Linked DNA regions of Oryzias latipes: region 2 is linked to region 1. Evidence: chromatin contacts called from public Hi-C data. All regions are on one chromosome and are shown on one strand. Each heading gives the region's core, a stretch centred on a gene start, on an enhancer-like site or on the middle of the called end of the contact. The rest is flanking DNA. Distances are from core to core; before and after follow the strand shown.

Region 1 (6,146 bases), core at 3,186-5,685:
CATTTGGGTTTTATGCTAAGAATAACTATCTGTTGTTTGTTTTTTAAAGGAAATCATTGGAAACAACATGAGACAATGCCAATTACTCTTCTTTAGTGATTTCTTCTTTATTTGATAACAATCATCTCATCATGGTGAATAATGGAAGAATTTTTTTTCTTCTTTCCTATCATCTCTAAGCAGCTTGTCAGTGGCACTAAAGCAAAGAGAATGTATGCTTCTAAATCTTTTAGAAAGTTTTCTTTTATTTCTCACAATAAATAACAGTTACTTTGACATTGAAAAAACACCTTTCTGCATGCAGATCCCAGTTCTAACTGTGAGAAATAATACAAAAAAAAATGTACTTAATGCAGCAGAACCTCCTGCAGATAGCTTTAAGAGCATCTTTAAAATTGTTACTACTGTTCCTTCACCCACATAAATAATGAAAACAAATGACAATCTCTGTGCAAAGAAGAGACGGAGCCCACAAAAGGGAGACTGACAGCCATTTCCACAACAGATGTTTTTACAGAGGGGTGTCTTCTCTCCACTGAGCAGTCTCACACATGAGAGACCCCCAAAAGCTTCCGAGAAACGTCCAGAAAACCAACATGTAAATTTGCAACTGCCGTGTCTCTGATGGCGGGTCGTTACCAGTTGCAGCAAATTCAAGAAAATTTAGAGAAAGTTCAGGGCCGTCACACGCAAATATACATATCAGAATAAAAAAAATAAGACAGGGATGCAGAATTAGGACTTTAATGGAATACTGTGGACAACATCGTTATGTGTTATCACGAAAAGATGAGTCCCTATTGATCCAGGTTGTGGGTAAAGGCTGCACTATTGACAGGAAGACAGAATATGTCGTGGAGGCAATATTTCATACATTTGGCCGGTTCACTCCATCACCACGAGCCTGTGTTTTCCTGGGCTGTATATAATAACACACGTGCTCTTTATTTCCCTCAGATCAATGGTAATGTGAGGGGGGGCCGCACAAGATGGATGCCAGGAGCAGGTTAACTTATCGACTCCTCAAAAGAGACACACAGACCAAGACAATGGAGACTGATCCATTTACTGAGGTGAACCTGAGCTTGTTGCCTTGGAACCGCTCTGTGTACTGAGTCTGTTTTCTGTCACTTTTTAGTGTTTTGGATGTGGAAACATTTCTGCTCATTTCTTTTTGCAACCAGGCATGCATTCTCTTGTCCTAACTAACACAGAACTGTTGTTATTTAGGGTCAGTGGGGTGACTAGCAGAGAAAAGTGCCAATAGGCTGCCTGGTGAACATTTCCTGGGACAGAACAGAAGGAGAAAGGGAGGAAAGAGAAGGGTGGGCGGGATGTGGATCATATCAACCTTTCCTCCCAACCTAACCCAGCAGATATCATGCTCAGGTTCTAAATCCCTCCTAGCTTGATAACCAGCATGTTAAAAATTCAAAGTGTAGTGGAAATATACAATCTTTTACTTTAGAATCAATCCGAGAAGAAAAAAGTGAAAAGACAACGAGCTGACGAGCTCACTAGACCTTTTAAAAATATAAGTTGTGATTATGAAGGAGGCTTACTAATGTCAAAGTTAAGATTTATCAAACTCCTCTTTGCATGAAGTTGCCCAGTAAATGCCACTTTTGTAACAGCTTTGAAAAGACATGTTTGAAGACTGTTTAATATTCTCTTTTACTATTTTTTTAACCAGTGATGGTGATTCCATCATTGCTGCACAGGTGAAAGTATCAAACAATGAGGCATCTCATTATAGTGAATGCAGTACCACTCATTTACTGAAAAAATACAACAAAAGCCACATAAGAAGTCAAGCTGGCTGCACAGCATATTAAACTGATTTTTGAACATATTGTCATAACCTGAACAATTCATTTAGCAGAAAATCTTTTTTTTTCTTTGTGGGTTAAATGAGAACTGTGAAACTTTTTTTTTCCCCTCTCAGCAAACCCCCAGTTCTCATTGTCTGTGTGAAAATGGAAATCTGTGCCACCAGTACAATATCCACATTATGTGTCCTGCCGGGACATTGTTGCATGACATGCTTGATCGTGCCGTGGTGCGCAGAAGCAAAAAAAAAGTATAAACATGCCAAGAGCTCGGATTAAACTCTGACTTTCACTGATAGTCTAATATAAAAAGATTTTAATGAATCATTATGAAACTCTTTTATTCACTTTTAAAAAGAAAGGCATTAATTATAAAGTCAATTTCCTTCAAGTGTTCTTTTCAATTTATCAAAATCAATTTAAAACTTTAATAAAGTGTGTTATTATAGAATATAAAATTATATTAAATGATTTTATATCTGTAAGCCACACATGTGCTAAACAATCTCGAAAACATGTATTTGCCAGAGAAATTAAACCTTTTTAGGTCAAGAAAAAATGTAGAGAAATGTAAAGGTTTTTTTTTAAACTACTTTAGTAAAGTTCGGCTTACTATAGTGCTAGATTAACCATGCAAAACTTCAAAAATACTATGTTAAAGGTAAGAAAAAATGTATTTTAACAGTAGTTGAAAGTTGTGAAGGCCCTACCTAATAACTCCACAAAAGAATATTTTTGCCTGTTCAAGCGTAAATGTCTCAAATCTTTATACTTTTCTGAAAAAAGGTAAAAGTTCCATTCCATACTTATTATATATGCTTGGTTTCCACCGATTTCAGTACATCAAATTTAAGCATAATATTTTCACAATTTCAATATCAGATACTTTTAAAATTGGGAAGAATATTTTGAAATATGATTTATTTTGATACTGATAATCAACTAGAAAATATACCAACATGACTGGTCGTCAACAAGGGCTGGACTTGTCACATAACTCAATGCTGCCACCTGGTGTCAATTTAGTTTTGCTTTAAAAATGACAGGTTGTGTTGACACAGACTATTCTCCAGAGATTATCACAAAAATAAATAAAAATTTTACAATTAAGAAATAAATTCTGCACTGTATTCATTGAGCCTTCAACTACTTTCTATTAGCAGCAGTAGCTATAAAAGATTTAATGGAACTCAAGTTAGTGACAAAAATATAAAAAATGTGTGGTGATGTAGCTTGCAGGTTATTAATTCAAACTAAACACAGACAGACAGAAAAAATATGCTTTTTGTTTCTGAAGAACATCCGCTGTTACCTCAACTCCACCGGTCTAGCCATGAGCTCAGAAGTTCAAAAAGAGTTCAGCCAAGTTGCGCTGTGTTCCCGCGTCTTTTATCTAGAACGTGTACTATATTTCCAGTTGAAATACTTCAGTCGGCAAGGGACACCACTATGTGACTAAGAAAACAATTGAAGGAGCATTAATGATTAACAGGTACATATCTGCTATAATACCGACACAGGCAGACGTAACTGAGAGCGGGTTCTGATGGCATCACTGATGCTGCCTCAGATAACACCTGGATCATCAACTATGCATGGATGTGGCAAAAGATGCAAGATAATGTCTAAGTGAGAGTAGACTTTTTACAAACCGAAGGTAGAAAGGAGCAGGGTAGAGGAAAAAAATTAAACTAAATAAATACATGAAAACGAGTTAAAGTGAGTGCAATCAATGCTTTTATTGCCTGCTACTGGTATGATTTATGTAAGGGGCTGCAGCGCCCCTTGTTGGTTCAAGGATGGAATTGCAAAGTTGTTGTTGTTTTTAAGAATTTTGAAATCATATGTGAAAAATATAATAATTAACAAGTTTATGAGCTGTACTTTAGCAATTTTTTTCAATATTTTTACACATGTAATATATTTTGTGGAATACGTTTTCATGTAATAAATGCATTTACTGCTTCCAAGATTTCCATTCTTGCCAGTGGCAGTGCATGAGCATAAATTAAATTTCAATAAGCTGAATTTTTTTCTTGTAGCAGACCTTGTAGTACAAAACATTTCCTGTAACATCTCATCTCACTGTGTGGAAAGTCTCTCTTTTTTTTAAAGCTCTCTGGTGAAACAAGCAAAACTTCTATTGTATATGTTTAGGATTTTCAGATTGTTATGTTATGTTATGTTTTGGAAACTCCACATTTAAGTTAACGGGCTGGGGTTTAATGAATAATACACAGACACTTTTGCTGTGGGCAGTTTAGTACAAGAGGCATTAAACTCTAAAATATGTTAAAACGCTATCATATTGTAGGAATATTTTAATATCAAGTTAATATAACAAAGTTAACATTAAAAACTATTAAATAATACTACATATAGGCTAATAGTGGCTTTTTCAGAACTGTGAAGTATCTTAATTTGAAATGGTTTGTCTGTCAATAATTTGCATAGGGCTGCAGGGCCTTTAAATATTCTTTATTTTCGAAGAAAAAAACACTAATATTTTTCCTAGTTTGTGTGTAAGCTTCTTATTGTCATGCTTGGGTTAGTATGATCAGAAATGCTGCAGTTTTATGGAAACACTCGTGTGTTCACACTAACCGGAAATGACGTACGAACGCTTTGAATAATGCGAGCTAATAACAAACATTAGCTAGCCTTAGTGACAACTGCACACATTCGCCTCTCCTCTTAAATTTGGGGGCTTGTTTCCAAGATTAATGAATACCTGACCTCTTTTGCGGTAAGTTTTTGCTATTGTGAGTCTTAATAGTGATGTTAATAACCACGGTAGCTGCTTTCTTTTAGCTTGCCTGTACAGCCTCAGCTGTTGTTAGCTAACTGCTACTAGTACTAACTGTGCAGTTCTTGCCTTTTTTGTTTGAATAATGTAATTTATTTGCTGGCATAAAAAAAAAACACTGCAACACTGAATAAAGCAAAATTTCAATTTTAAATACATACTGGTTGCATTAAAAAATTACTGGATAGTGATGCTAGAGAAATTACTTTAGTTCTGGGCTAACATTTTGCACCGAACCTAAAACTCTCAGTCAGTCAGTGCTTGGGGCTTAAAGTAAACAGATATATGTGTCTTGTGTTGTTGCGTTTAAGATGAGTTTACAATCCACATTACGCTTTCACAACTACCTTTTGGAATGTATATATAAAAAAAGCTTTTGTAACACCGCCTTTTAAGGTGTGATCTTACCTAACGTCTTGCTGGGATGACAGCTGACGGGATCGGTTATTTAAAGTTGGCAGTCGCCTCTGTCTGGTTCTTATTTCTGTTCATTTCCTCTGTGGCTCGACAGGAGAACGCAATGGACCTCCACAAAATCATCCACGGTGCGCTGCACGAATTTATCCAGACTTACATTCCTGATGCAGATATTAGGTGAGCCCTTGAACAACTCCACTTGTCTTAATGGTTCATCAAACTCTAACGCCCTGGACCACACTAAATTCACGTTAATATGTTTGTCAGAGAAAATCATATAAATTACACTGTACCTGATTTCCTTGTAACTGTTGTCCTTAAATCAGATTTTTATGCATAAAACTTAAAGGTCAAGTACAATAATTAGATATTTACAGTTTTAGGAAGTTCCGTTTGAAAGTTTTTTATTATTATTATGCCATATACCCCTTTAAATCATAGTTTAAAACCTGTGTAGCAGATGTACACATAAAATCATGTAAGAATAAATTCTGCCATCCATCCATTTGCCACTTTTTGGAGCCAGGTTAAAGAAGAGATGCCCGGATCTTTAGGACTTGGCCTGAGCAAATCCTAAATATTCCCAAATGCCCATAATACCTCCCCAAATAGGCATTCAGGTGGCTCTTAAAATATATGCCCAGTATTGCATTTCTGTTTTGTGACTAACTGGAGTTTAAAAAAAAAAACAAGATTGGGTTAATAATCATGTTTGTCCCCTGTGTGGCCCTTTGTTAGACTGGAACCGCTTTAGAGTTGGCCCCCAGTTGTCTATGTACTAACCCCATGTCATGATAAAATCTCTAACGCACTTAAAGGATCATTAAAAACAGGAAAAATATGTTGCCTTCAACAAACATCACTTTTTGTTAAAAAAAATTATATATATATATATATATATATATATATCCCTTGTGCTGTCCTAGGCATTTTAACATTGGGGGTAGGGTCATCTAGACCCACTAGACAGAGTACTGAACCTTTTTTCTTCAATGATTTGTGATCTTCACTGGTGTCCATGGATTACATGAAATCTTTCCACCTTTATCCACCTTTGTCATGGTAGGGAGAACACGCCAATGTAAGGGTGGGGT
Region 2 (6,890 bases), core at 1,895-4,394, 180 kb before region 1:
GTGTGGTCTGTATCTATTTCGTAACTTTGGAAAAATTAAAAGTGCTCACACTAAATAATCACATTAATTTTACAAAAACAATACACCTGCACTTTTGTGATATTGTGTGAAACTCTCTAACAGAAATTTGTATGGATCATATATATTATTTTTACATCTTTAACACATCCACAATAATAAAAACATGATTTACCTTGCTGTATCAGCAAAGATAAAAAAGAAAATGCTAGGAAAAAAAAGGTAATTTTGACTTTTTTCAAGATGTTTAACATGTAAATTTGATTTAAACTGTGTATGACTTTGTAGTAATGGTGTTAAACAATAGGATTTTTGTTATTGAGAGACAGTATACCAGTGTAAAGAATGGAATGGTGTTTGTTTTCTGTCCTTTCATGGACCAGCACATCTTTTACACAATGTTAGTTGCAGGTTTTTCGTGCAATATTCCATTGGAAGTGTGTTAAATTTTATTTTTTTTTCATCACATGGAACCCTTGAATGATGAATAGATGAGGCAAGGGTTTATGTGGATCAGACACCAGCTAAATGAGAGTTAGAAATAGCATACTGCTAAATTGGATCGATGATGCGGAAATTAGAAGTGATTATAAAAACTGAATCAATAAATGGCAATCGAATCATTATTAGTTCGAATCATAAGTTGCTTTCAAAACTGTGAAAGAAGCCATTTCTTTACATATTTTATTATATATTCTGTATTTTATTTAGTTTTAGATTAGATTAGATTAGATTTGTTTATTAATCCCACAAATGGGAAATTTCCTTGTCACAGTAGCATGGAGTTTGGCACAAGTATGTACAGACAGTAATTAACAAATACACATTTTAGAAAGAATATTTACAAAAATAACAGTGTTCTGAAATAACAAACAGGGAAAGAGATGTGCAGGAATATAATAGAGTCATCTGTATATACATTTTTGTATAGTGGAATAAAAAAAAAACAAATAAAAAAACTAAAACAATAAAAACTATTTACTTAGGCTGAGGTTGAACAGCCTGATGGCATTAGCCTGATTACATTAGTTATTTAAGTGTTTTAAACCCACTATCTTTTTTATTATTATTTCTGTGAGCTGTTAATAGAAAAGAGAAATATTTTAAAACAGTTTTGAAAAGCAATTTATTCACACTGGCATGGAGGCTGAACTTTCTTTCCTCTGAATGGTTGGTCTTTTACACCACTGCCACCTGATGGGGAGTTATTGTTAGTGCACTTTCCTGATTCAAAATAAATCTCTGCCTTCCTTCCATGTGCCAGCTTCCATGTTTGTTTGCACTTTCCTCCAATAGTCAAAGTGAAGTGGATAAAGCGCCTACATTGATTGATTATTTCTTATCATCTAATGCTGTAAACCAAACAAAAGAGAAAGTATGAAAATAAGATTTGATGTTTATTCATGTGTTTAATTTTCACTTGCTTTTTTTTCAGAACATTGCATGAGTAGTTGGAAACGGGATAGAATGATTTAATAATTAAAAATGTCATATACCACCTATAAAAAAAGACAATGTTAGAGCAAGGTTTTTTCAAATACACATTTACATTAAATTAAAAAAGGCTTAATCATGAAAAATAGATTTTTATATAAAATTGGTTAATAAAGTAGTCAAGCAAAACATTTTTGACAAACTATACAGACGTTAAAAAAAAGCCGAACGTAGAAAAGAATTGAAGAATTGAAGGTGTGTTTAAGATGCAGCAAACCAAATTTGTGGTGCAATTTTGAAATGGATGCTCTTTTAAGCCCATTGAAGCACTGCTGTCTTTCAATTCTAAAACTGGACCAAGCAGTGATAACAGGGATATATATGTGTTCTGTTTGAAAGCAGATGCGTTCAACTCCTGCAACACAAAATTAAGCTTCCATTCAGTGGATCAGAAATAACCACATTTCCAAAAACCTTAGACTGCTGCATTAAATAGAGCTGTTGGGAAAGGGGTGCAAAGAACTAGAAACTAAAGTGGTCTATTAACTTAAAGTGAATACTTTTGAAAAAAATTTCATTGCATCAAGAGTATGGAAGCATTTGTGAAGTACAATTAAAAATAAAAGTCAAAACCAGAAATGCTTTTTCATTTTCAAAATGAAGCTTCATTTTTTGACTCAAAATTAAATGAAAAAGCAATCCTTCAAAATGCTTTTTCCTTTTCTACTTCAACGTAGCTTATTCTGTCAATTAATTCAAATTATAAGGAAAATTTAGAAAAAATATAGGAAATGCAATCCCCTCTCTGCATTTTCGTTTTAATTACGACACAGAATAAGCGGTTTTTAAGTAGAAAATGAAAAAAACATTTTGAAGTATTGATTTTTAATTTTATTTTTGAGTAATTTGATGCAGTTCTTCTTTCTCCTCCCATCAGGGGTTGCCACAGCAAACAAATCGCATGGTAAACTTGGCAATGTTTTACGCCCGATGCCCTTCCTGATGCAACCTTTTCAAAGCAACCGGGCTTGGGACCAGCACAGAGGTACAGAAGGGAACAGGGAGCAGCCCGGATTTGAACCCTGGTTTCACGGAAGGAAGGCGCTGCAAACCAGCACGAGCTAAACCGGTTCCCAGTCATTTGATGTAGTTACATTGTGAAAATGAAAAAAGCATTTCTGTAAATCCTTTTTAATTGTCAAATTACACATTTCTAAATGAATTTTGCTATACATTTACTTGAGAAAAAAATGAAATGTCAAATACCCTTTTCTGCATCATTACAATTAAATGATAGAATAAAAAAAAATGCAGCTTCATTTTGAAAATGAAAAAGCATTTCTGGTTCTAGGCTGCACGGTGGCATAGTGGTTAGCACTCTTGCCTCACAGCAAGAAGTGCCCCTGGTTCAAGTCCCAGCTGGGGGACCTGGAAACAGAACAACAATGGGGGACCTTTCTGTGTGGAGTTTGCATGTTCTCCCCGTGCATGTGTGGGTCTTCTCCGGAGACTCCGGCTTCCTCCCACTGTCCAGAAACATGCTTCATAGATTACTTGGTCACTCCAAATTGTCCATAGGTGTGAATGTGTGTGTTGTGATATGTGTGACCCTGCGACAGACTGGCGCCTGTCCAGGGTGTCCCCTGCCTTCACCCATAAGTGGCCAGGATAGGCTCTGGCAGCCATGTGACCCCGAAAGGGACAAACAGAAGAAGATGAATGAATTTCTGGTTTTTACTTTCATTTATAATTATGCTTCACAAATGTTTGCATAGAAGAGACCTAAGATTAAAATCCAGAAATGCTTCCACCTTTTAGGACCGAACCAGCTTGTTTACACAGGTAAGTTTTACAAGTATGAAGGTTTACCATAGATAATGATATACAGATACTTCCATATCAGTCTGGTCCTCAGGTCTTTGCTGCCCTGTTGCACAAACTTTGTGTCTCTCCTGAACTGACCAAAGTGCACCTCTGGCATGTTGGTCCCAAACGAATCACCTCAGACTCTGGAGCTCAGGGAAAGGCCTCCTGGTGTTCAGTCAGAACTCAACATGGTTAAGTATTGTTTCAATTTAATGCTTCCAAAATCTGTTTCCTCCCCCCAATTTTTTGAAAGCAAGCTTTTAATCCAGACTAAAACCGATTTGTCCTCCTCAGATGACAGATGTCTCCTCTTTAAAAAAAAAGACTATCAATCACTGCTTTGAATTAGCTTTTTCTGTTTTTAATAAAATTATTGTTTTTGTTTGTTTTTTGGCTATAATTTATTTTATGCTCTATAAAGTGGTTTATTACTGGTGTGCTATTCAAAAGAAAACACTTTTCCTTTTCTGAGCTGCAATTTCTTAAAATATTATCAAACCCTCAGATTTTTTGGCTTATTATAAAACTATATAACAAAGCAGATTTTGATAACATGTAAAAAGAAGATCCAAAATGTGCAAGTACATTTTAATTCAATATATTTAATTAAAATGCACTTGCACAAAATGCACAAGACAATATAATAGATGAATACGTGAAAATATGCTTTTTCCCCCCAAGTGTTTTATTAACAGAGCAATGAATACATTTTTTTTAAATGGTCAGAAAGTTTTAATTTGGGTGAACATTAAACGAACAGTGAAGGAGTTTGAACTGAGGAGGTCTCTGTGTTCACTCTCAAGGATGCGGGGTCACGTGATTTGAGAAGCACAAGGCGTCCTTCAGAAAAGTGAGTGGGGGCTTGAATCATGGAAATAAGCAGCTCACTTTTACTGTTGGTTATTGGATACTGGTCATTTTCCACTGAAGAAAACTCCGCAGCCCAAACTTTTGGTTACTCTGCACTACACTTTGCGTCGGGCTCCGCTCCGGTTACATATAAGTAACTTTTCTCCTCGTGTTCGGGCTCTCAGATACCCCACGCCTCTTTGGCGGCTCAACGCCGCATCCGGCAGAGGAGAGGAACCCGCGGACACAATGAGGCAGTGTGTCCGTCCGCGCCTCGGAAAAGGCAGAAGGATGCGAGGAGAACTCACTTCTGCACGAATCTGGAACGCTTTGCTCCACTGCACCGAGAGAACCGAAGGTTTGTTGCATTTGCTACATCTTCACCTCTTCTTTTATTCTGACAGGAAGTGATGCACAGCGAGCGAAGCCGAAGGCGCTGCGCGGAGAGCTTACATCCAGCGCTCGTAACCATGGCTAGAAATGCGCAATTACGCGCAATTATTGATCTAAATCCGTTTTTTTAACCACAAATCCAATGTGCTAATTTGTTTTCATTGTGTTGTTATGATATAGAATAAATATGTTGGCAGAGCACATCAAAACGGTTTACACACAATTTTTAAATAAATACGGTTATTTAAGCGCACATAGATTCATTGAAGCCCCACACACATCAGTGGTCTTTTTACACATTGTTCAGTAGCTGGTTGTGGTTTGAATAGGTGCCCCTCCCCCTAAAAGATCGCATGGTGTTGAACAGAGGGGCCCCCACTGCTGTATCCTCAGTTAAATGAAGAAATCCAAATGCAAATAACAGCTAATTGTTTACACCTCCGCTGGAACAGCTTTCAGTGTGAATACAGCTCTCAACACCACGCTCCAGCGCTCTGAAGGCAGCCATTAATGCAATTTGCACTGAGATGATATTTGGAGTGATGTGTGTTTCTGCATGAGCAAAGAGTCAGATATGCAAAACGCTCCAGTGGTTCTTAAATATGGAAAAATGTTCATCTCAGGCGCGTCAGTGTGTCAGCTTGTCAGGTTGTGGCGTGTTAAACTTTGGTAATGAGGTGATTCTCAGAACTAACTACTAGAAGCAAAATATTTATTTATTTATGTGAATGAAAATGAGAACCAATGTGTGAATTTGAATGATTTCAGGCTAGACACAGTGTAAATAGGTGTCGGAAGACTGAAGAAATATGAATATCTTTTCTCCTCATGTGGAAAAATGTTTACTTTCTTAAAAAAAAATGTCTTGTTCTGATTCCAGTGTCACTGAGGCTCAGGTTTCAACTGTCACAAATCCGTTAAACCTGGTCATCAGGAATGAATTTTGTCTGTTAGTCATTTACTTGAAGGGACTTGTTGCTGTTGAAGCCTTTTGCATTTAGAAATTGACTTTGGCTTGATGTCAATGGGGAATTTTGTGACTTCAGACTCAGTGCTTTGCTTGTTTTAAACACTGGCTCTATTTAAAAATGTTTGTAGAAAAATTCCTTTTACTCAAGTCTGACCTTTCTGTACATAAAAGACATATATCATTTTTATGCTTTACAATTTGAAAAACAAAAATATCTTAAAAACTCAATGCTGTTTTGTACATTCATTGTTTTTCTTTCCAGCAACACTGACCATTAAGTAGTTTTTAAAAATAAATTATAAAACAAAAAATGTGTTTTTATTTATTTTGAAATTGTATATTAAGTTTGAATTTTTTGTGTTTTGCTTAACTGCAGAATGAAGCTTTCAACTGTGTTTGGGAAGTTATGACTAATGCAAAGACTAGACGGTAGACCTTCGATGTGAAAGCCAGAAATTAAGAATGAAGTCCAAGTATGCCATCCTCTTCATCTGTGTTGTGGCCCTGGTTATCATTGAAAAGGAGAGCAGTATTTTGTCAAGGTAAGTGAATAAAGAACAGTGTAAAATGCAGAGCAAGAGATACCACAGTTGATTTTCAACACTGTTCAATATCTCACACCACATGGGGTCCACGATTCTTTGTTTCTAATTTAAACTTTCCCAGACAGAGTTTTCAAATCCATCCAAGCGCAATGTTTTGAATTACAAACATGTGTAGACTTTCTTTTGGTATTCAATGGATTCAAGGTGGTTGATGACATTTTTTTTAACGTTATTTTAATGTTCTTTTGTTGAGCAACTCCGTTTTGTCTCAGGCACTGATGTTAAACTGATTTGAAATAGTGTTGCAAGACAAGTCACAAAAAACGCTGAAAACAGGACTAACTTCCTCCTCTTGTACTGCCCTTCCGCCATTTGTCTGTAATGCTCCCTCGCCATGAATCACATGAATCCATCTCCTATAGTGCTTGTTAAAAGATAAAGCAAAAAGGAGAATACTTATAATATGTCAAATGGATTATATGATAAGCCAAACAGTCATACTTTGTGGTCATTCTAAAGGGTTTGTTTGTTTTCATTTAACTCTAGTGCTATCTTAGATGACCCCACCCTTACATTGACGTGTTCTCCCTACCATGACAAAGGTGGATAAAGGTGGAAAGATTTCATGTAATCCATGGACACCAGTGAAGATCACAAATCATTGAAGAAAAATGGTTCAGTGCACTGTCTAGTGGGTCTAGATGACCCAACTCCCAACGTTAAAGTGCCTAGAATAGCACAAGGGTTAAATATTAGGAAGCTTTTCAGTTGGTATATGTAAAGTTGAGCTAAATGCCAAACAAATGTTAGATCTG

The links. Hi-C and Micro-C count contacts between places; a contact is called where the count stands out from the background.
Region 2: a contact with region 1 is called in a Hi-C map of embryo, with 3 times the contacts expected there. The contact joins the promoter of LOC101155457 here to the promoter of cuedc2 in region 1. A contact is called at or near these places in 4 of 5 Hi-C or Micro-C datasets (embryo, fibroblasts and gastrula embryo).

What each region holds. Positions count from the first base shown.
Region 1 is chr15:21,589,479-21,595,624 of ASM223467v1, reverse strand. It overlaps cuedc2 (CUE domain-containing protein 2), which reads left to right and starts at 4,435. Exons shown (of 9, transcript XM_023963040.1): 1 at 4,435-4,575; 2 at 5,147-5,229. The coding sequence starts at 5,156.
Region 2 is chr15:21,762,988-21,769,877 of ASM223467v1, reverse strand. LOC101155457 (carbohydrate sulfotransferase 3) reads left to right here and starts at 3,144. Exons shown (of 5, transcript XM_020709561.2): 1 at 3,144-3,509; 2 at 4,353-4,525; 3 at 5,907-6,072. The coding sequence starts at 5,993.